Regions from separate parts of the Ovis aries genome. Here region 2 is linked to region 1. Evidence: chromatin contacts called from public Hi-C data. All regions are on one chromosome and are shown on one strand. Each heading gives the region's core, a stretch centred on a gene start, on an enhancer-like site or on the middle of the called end of the contact. The rest is flanking DNA. Distances are from core to core; before and after follow the strand shown. Region 1 has its middle 38 kb from the start of SMIM38. Region 2 holds the start of CCND1 (cyclin D1).

The links. Hi-C and Micro-C count contacts between places; a contact is called where the count stands out from the background.
Region 2: a Hi-C map of liver shows a contact between it and region 1, with 4 times the contacts expected there. The contact joins the promoter of CCND1 here to the enhancer-like site in region 1. A contact is called at or near these places in 10 of 16 Hi-C or Micro-C datasets (blood, hypothalamus, liver and 4 more).

What each region holds. Positions count from the first base shown.
Region 1 is chr21:42,821,084-42,824,316 of ARS-UI_Ramb_v3.0, reverse strand. No RefSeq gene overlaps it. Among named protein-coding and RNA genes, the nearest start is that of SMIM38, 38 kb to the left of the region's middle. Within about 2 kb of position 1,431, at least 6 of the 54 cell types and tissues checked have an H3K27ac peak or open chromatin away from gene starts, as enhancers often do. A contact at or near this core is called in liver and tail adipose tissue, where this site is marked.
Region 2 is chr21:43,280,241-43,283,534 of ARS-UI_Ramb_v3.0, reverse strand. CCND1 (cyclin D1) reads right to left here and starts at 1,410. Exons shown (of 5, transcript XM_027959928.2): 1 at 1,053-1,410. The coding sequence starts at 1,250.

The DNA of each region.
Region 1 (3,233 bases), core at 182-2,681:
GTGGGGGCCGCAGGAAGCCCGCCCCATGGATGCGACCTGAAGTAGAGGAGACAAAGCTCCCCAGAGGAGCATCCAGGCACGGGCCATGCCGGACATGTTCACCGCAGGTCCCAGGTGGGCACGGCACTGACATATCATCGTTCAGTCACTGAGTCGCGTCTGACTCTTTGCGACCCCATGGGCTGCGGCACACCAGGCTTCCCGGTCCTCCACTATCTCCCAGGATTTGCTCAAACTCATGTCCACTGAGTCAGCGATGCTAGCGAACCATCTCATCCTGTCGCCCTCTTTTCCTCCTGCCCTCAATCTTTCCCAGCATCAGGGTCTTTTCAAATGAGTCAGCTCTTCACATCAGGTGGCCATAGTATTGGAGCTTCAGCTTCAGCATCAGTCCTTCCAATGAATATTCAGGACTGATTTCCTTTAGGATTGACTGGTTGGATCTCCTTGCTATCCAAGGGACTCTAAAGAGTCTTATCCAACGCCACAGTTCAAAAGTATCAATTCTTTGATGCTCAGCCTTCCTTATAGTCCAACTCTCACATCTGTATATGACTCCTGGAAAAACCATGGCTTTGACTAGATGGACCTTTGTTGGCAAAATAATGTCTCTGTGGTGCTGACGTGGGGCTGAGCACACCCCAGGCCCAGCGCACGTTCGCAGCGTCGATGGCAGAGCCTTCCTTGAAGTCTCAGCACAAACAGTGTCTCAGGCCCTGGGGCACATGCCGTGGGGGGGCCGAGGACCCTCCCTGAATGAGCTCTGGGCATAGGGGGGCAGGATCTTCCCAAGCAGCATGGCCTGGGATGTCTTCTCCGTCCCTCACTGGGTCTCGGCTTCCCCAACTCCAGGGGTCCGAGACAGAGGCCCCCAAAACCCATTCCTGCTTCAAGTCCTCCAATTTCAAGGACATGTGGGGCTCGCTTTGCCTAGACACCCACTCGCTAGAGACGTCACCCACCGGCTCACGGAACAGAGAGCTCGTGCTCTGGGCATGAGCCCCCAGGCGTCCCAGGGGCCCTGCCCAGCCCCAGCCCACCCCCCTGCCCCTGAACCCGTCCATAGGGTCCTGGTCCTGCTGCTGCCTGAAGTCTGTGATCCTTGAAAGCCCCATCACCACGGGCCCCTGTCCCCTCTGCCTTTCTGAGGCCGGGCTCCCCGTGGCCAGACACTGTCTCTGTCACCGTGGGCAAGGGCTGGCTGGGGAGCTGGCCTCCGAGCAGCCCCAGGTTGGACAGTGGTGAGAAGGAGGCCTGAGTCCCTGGGCGGGGGTGGGGCAGGAGGCCGGAACAGGCTCCGAGAATCGCCTGGAGGCGGCTTCCCACAGAAGCTTCCCCGGGCGGCCGGGCCAGCGGGCCCTGGGGGATCAACCAGTTCGGTTTGGCTTCAAGGATCCGGATGGACTGGAAACGCGCAGCTCTGCACTGGGCGTTCCAAGCCAGGCCTGGAAACGCTTCAAAGGCCCGGGAGCAGGGTCAGGCAGCTGGGTCACAAGGGAGCGGTCACTCCTGCTGCCCGCCAGCCAGCAGCTCCCGGTCCCTGCCCTCAGAGTGGGGGCCTCCGAGTGCCAGCCAGGCACGGGCCCCTCTCTCTCCACGTCGGATATTAATCAAACGCATCCTGATCATGATCAATGGAGGCGGCTTGGCAGCGCAGGCCTGGCCGGGCTCCAGGCCCACCTCCAGCCACAGGAAAGCCGAGGATGGCAGAAGTGATCTTTGGCAAGGCCACCACATTGTCCTGGGCTGTGGGAAAGCGCTCCCTGCGCAAACGCTTCCTTAAAGCCAGCCACAAGGAAACGTTCGCGATGGCCTTGGCGATGACTGTCCGCTGGGCCAAACGGGACGCAAGTAAATTAAGCCCTCGTCCACAGCTCTGATGCCCAGAGCTCACGAGTCACCAAGTGGAGCCCTGCGGCCTCCAGAGCAGGTAGCCGGGCCTTTCTTTCGGTCTATTTTACTTGAGCATGTTTCCAAATTGCCACCTCTCGGGGAAGCCTGGCCCCCTCCTACCCCAAGGGCCCTGAAGCCCCCTGAGGGCTCCCTGGCTGGTAGGGCTGGGCAGGGGCTGCAGGCGGGGTGGGGGTGGTGGGTCTCGGGGTCGCCACGCAGGAATGTGGAGCCTGGCGCCTGTCCGAACTCGCCAGATGGTCCTGCGTCCAGGGACCCAAGGCGGGGAGCCAAGGAGGAGCCCTGGGGCAAGGTCCGCCCTCCCGGCCCCCCGCACAAAGCCATTTGTCAAAGGTGTTTCCCAAATGTCTCTGGAAGGGGCTGCCCTCCGAGAGGCTGGCTTGGGCCTGAGCCAGGCGGAGCCATCGGGGGCTCTTGGCAAAAGCGACAGCCTTCTTGAGATCAAAAGCCCCCCTCTTGCTCATCCCCCTTTCTCTAGGCCAGGTGAGTCCACTGCAGGGCACCCGGGGGGGGGGTGAGGCCAGGGATGTCTGACCCAGATGACCACACAGGGGTCCCATGAAACCCCCGTCACACAAGATCCACAGAGGGGGGTCCCTGCAAACAAGAGCTCCCCTAGAACTGCTCCGTTGGGATCATTAGCTCATCTTATCCCTGTTTTCAGATACAGTCATATTCTAAGAGTCGGGGGGACATGAATGAACCCCGCAGAGCTTCTGGTGGCCGCGTGCTGGTCACAAGAGGACTCAGCCTGGGGGGCTGCAGGAGTCAGTATGGTGCCTGATGTTCCAACACCAGCCGCTGTTTGACAGAGCCCCAGGGTGAGGGGCTGGGACTCCAGCAAGAAGGGAGGCTCTGCCAGCCGACGTGGCGTCGACACCAGCAGGAAAGACAATTGTGTGAATGCAAAGGGGTCCTGGGAACCCGACACAACGTGAGCTCCGCTCCACGGAGCCCCGTTTCTGAACAAGGGGGCTGGGTGCAGACAGATGCCTGCGCCTCATCGTGCAGGGGTTACTCCCGCTGGTTATTCCAAGGGTGTGGGCACCACACGGCCCAGCGTTCCCGCAGCCCAACGTCCAAGGAAAGACTCTGCGATGTCGTCGATGCCAGAAACCCTGCCCTTCCCCCTCCCCTCATCTCCCGAGCCAGCCGTCCAGGACGGCCCATCTCCTGAGGTGCTGAGCGTCACCATAGTCGCCCAGGTTCAAGCTGTTGGCACTCACCACTCGTAATGCAGACAAAACCCATGTTGGACCAAGACATTCAGGGATCTGGGGGGACAAGCGCCAGGCACCGGTGACGGGCCTCCTCCTGCTGGT
Region 2 (3,294 bases), core at 161-2,660, 460 kb before region 1:
CTGAAAATGACCCTCAGACTGTCCTTTACCCAGGCCGGGAGTCGGGAGCTCGTTGCGGGCTCAGGGGAGAGCCCCAGGAATTCAAACTCGGGGGCCCCCCTTCCCCCTGGGCGCGGGCGCCGTTTCCTTCTCGCAAGGGCACCACGCCGCACTTTCAAAAATTATTTTAAAATACTTGCGGTGCCCCGGGGAGCCCTCTGAAGGCCTGAAAACGTGCCCCTGGCCCCCAGCTCGCTCCAGACAGGTCCCCCAAGCTGAGATCCCGGCAGATGAGGGTCCATTCCTAGCGTCTTGGGGGCCACGCGACCTTGCAGCCCGGCGTGCTCTCTGGCCCAAGCTGGCCTTGCGGGACGCCCCGGGACCCACTGCTTGAACAAAGGGGCCCCCTTTCCCGAGAGGGGTCCCCCCACAACTACCCGAGCTCTGTCCCCGCGCCCCTCCCGCTGGGTCCCGGTGGCGGCGCGGCCCCTCGCGGCGGCCCCAAGCGCCTGGCCGGCCGCTCCCCGCCCCCACCCTGCCCCCAATTATTAATAAACACTTTTGCTTTGCAATAAAAGAACAAAGATGGCGCATAATACTGGCACGAGCGGCCCTTGCATACGTGTCCATGGATATTAATTTAAAAATCAAATCTATGCCCCCTCCCCCTGGAGCTGGCGGCTCAGCAGCCGCGCGGCCGCAAGAGGAGGCGCAGCGGGGCTGCGCGGTGGAGGTCCCGGCGGGGGCCACAAAGGACGCCCAGCCTGCGGGCCCGCACCCTGAAGCCAACTGGGGTGCCCGGGCAGTGGCTTTCCCCTAGGGTACCCCTCCTCGACCGCCGCCGCCCCCACCCACCCACGAAAGGAATTATCTAATGACCCCACCCCCACTCCCTCCTTGTTCAAAAAAATACCCTGAATATCTATATATTTTGGAACTACGATTCCTAGCAACACTCTGGCAAACTTCAAAGTTTGGGTGGGAGAGAAGGGAGGGTGATGAGTGGCAAAGAAAAGTGGGTTTGCGCAACAAGTCGCAGGAAAGTGCTAAGAGAGCCGCCCGGAGCCCCGCACCTCCAGCATCCAGGTGGCCACGATCTTCCGCATGGACGGCAGGATCTCCTTCTGCACACACTTGAAGTAGGACACCGAGGGCGCGCAGGTCTCCTCCGCCTTGAGCATGGCCCGCAGCACTCGGTCGTTGAGGAGGTTGGCATCGGGGTACGCCCGGCGAATGGTTTCCATCTCGCAGCACAGGAGCTGGTGTGCCATGGTTGGGGGCTCGGCTAGGTGGCCGGGGGGCGGCGATGGGTCCGGGGCTGGGTCGGCTCTCGACTCGGGCTCCTGCTGCCCCGCGCTCCCTCGAGCTCGTCTGCCCCTCGCCGGAGCGCGCGGACGCTGCTGCTCGCTGCTACTGCGCCGACAGCCCTCTGGAGGCTCTAGGACTTTGCAACTTCCAACAAAACTCCCCTGTAGTCCGTGTGACGTTACTGTTGTTAAGCAGAGATCAAAGCCGGGCAGAGAATGGGAGCGGGAAGGAGGGGGGCCGGGCGCAGGGGGAGGGGGCGCGGGCGCCGAGCGTCGGGGAGCGGCGAGGGGCAGAGCCCAAAAGCCATCCCGGAGGCGCCGCGCCTGCACCGCGCGGTGTTGCCCCCGAAGCCGGGTTTTCATAGAAATGCAAACCGTCCTAAGGCTGCCTTTCTCCCCGCCGAGGAAGAGGGGTGCAGGAGCGGGGGTTGGGGGGGGGGTCTGTCCTCCCCGAGCGGGTCCCGCAGGATTTGGGGGGTTGGGTGACGGTGGCTCTGCAGAGGGGGACAACTAGGAGGGCGGGCAGGCCACACGCAGCTGGGGGAGACCGTGTGGAGGGGGACGCTGGGGTTCGGTGACACTCTGAGCCGGGAGAATGGGCGCATTTCCGAGAACGCCACGAGGGCACCCACGGGCGGAGGCAGCCAAGGGATCTTAGCGTCTACGTCTTCTTTCATTTTCATTAACACGTGTAAATTTCAGGAACCATTTACCATTCAGGGACTCAGGGCAGAGCCGACAACCCCGGTGGAGGTTTCATTCCCGCACCGAGGGGGGTCTGTGCAAATGCCGGAGGGGTAACCCCCAAAGTTAAAGGGCTTTCAGCCTAACACGCGCTCGCTCAAAAAATAAAATAAAATAAATGCCCGAAAATTCCAGCAGCAGCCCAAGATGGTGGCCAGCATTTCCTTCGCCCTGTCCTCTTCGCCTGGGGGATCTGCGCACTGTCTTCCTACCTTAGCTAGTCCATTCTTGCGGGGGGCCCCCAACACTTCCCCCCCGCCCCCGCCCTGTGCCGGCAATTTAACAGCTAGAAAAACACTCTGAAAGGAAGGCTGCAAAACAGTGGTCTCTGTCCTGTCTCGTTTTTTTAATTAAAAATTAAGCTAAATCGCTGGAAATATTGGTCGCCTCCCCGCCTGGGAGAAGACCACCGGAAACTTCCTAATTGGCTTTGTTGGGGGTGTGGACCTCTCTTCACCTTTAGAATTTGCCCGGGGGCTGCATTCGAGAGCCTGAGGCGGTTGGCGGGGGTCTGGCAACAATCAGAACAATTACAAGTTAAAGAAATAGGTGTATTGATCTGATGATTTTAAACAAAACCTATATATATTCGTGGCTATACGCGAGTCCCCAATATTAATCGCAAACTTATAAGAATATAAAAGAATATAGTTTCAGAGACTGAAAAGATTCAGTCTCTTTGGTGCTTATTTTTAAAATAAAAGGACATCTTACCCAGTCTTAACATTTTTTTAAAGTTTTTACTCTACCTGCCCCAAATTAAGAACACTGTTCATTAACTTCCCTCTGAATATAGTCTAGTGTCATCAAACCATCTGATACCCTAACGTTAAAGGCTCAAAGAAAACGGATTAAAAAGCCCCCCTCCCCTTCGCAAGGGCGCACACAACAGGACAAGACCCCCTCACTTTTCAGAGCTGATTCTTCCCGCGCCCCTCCCCCGCAGAGAATCAGAATTACTAATATTCCGGGTCCAGGAGGGTAATTACCCTGGGCTCACGCCTCGGGAGGAGCGGATGGCCCGACAAGGGAGCGCCCACCGCCGTGTCTCCCTCCCTGGGCACCCAGGCTCGCGTTGGCCCCCGGCACGCGGGAGCCTCGGAGCATCAGCCCGTGCACGAGGGCGGCTGGGTTGCTTTTCATTCATAAAATCCCGACCCGGCGGCCGCCGGGATGATTTATGGGGTTGCGCGCTACCACCGGGTTGCTTCTGTCCCGGAGGGCGGGAGGCGAAGGGGCCCGAGCCCCGCGTGTGCCCGGACCC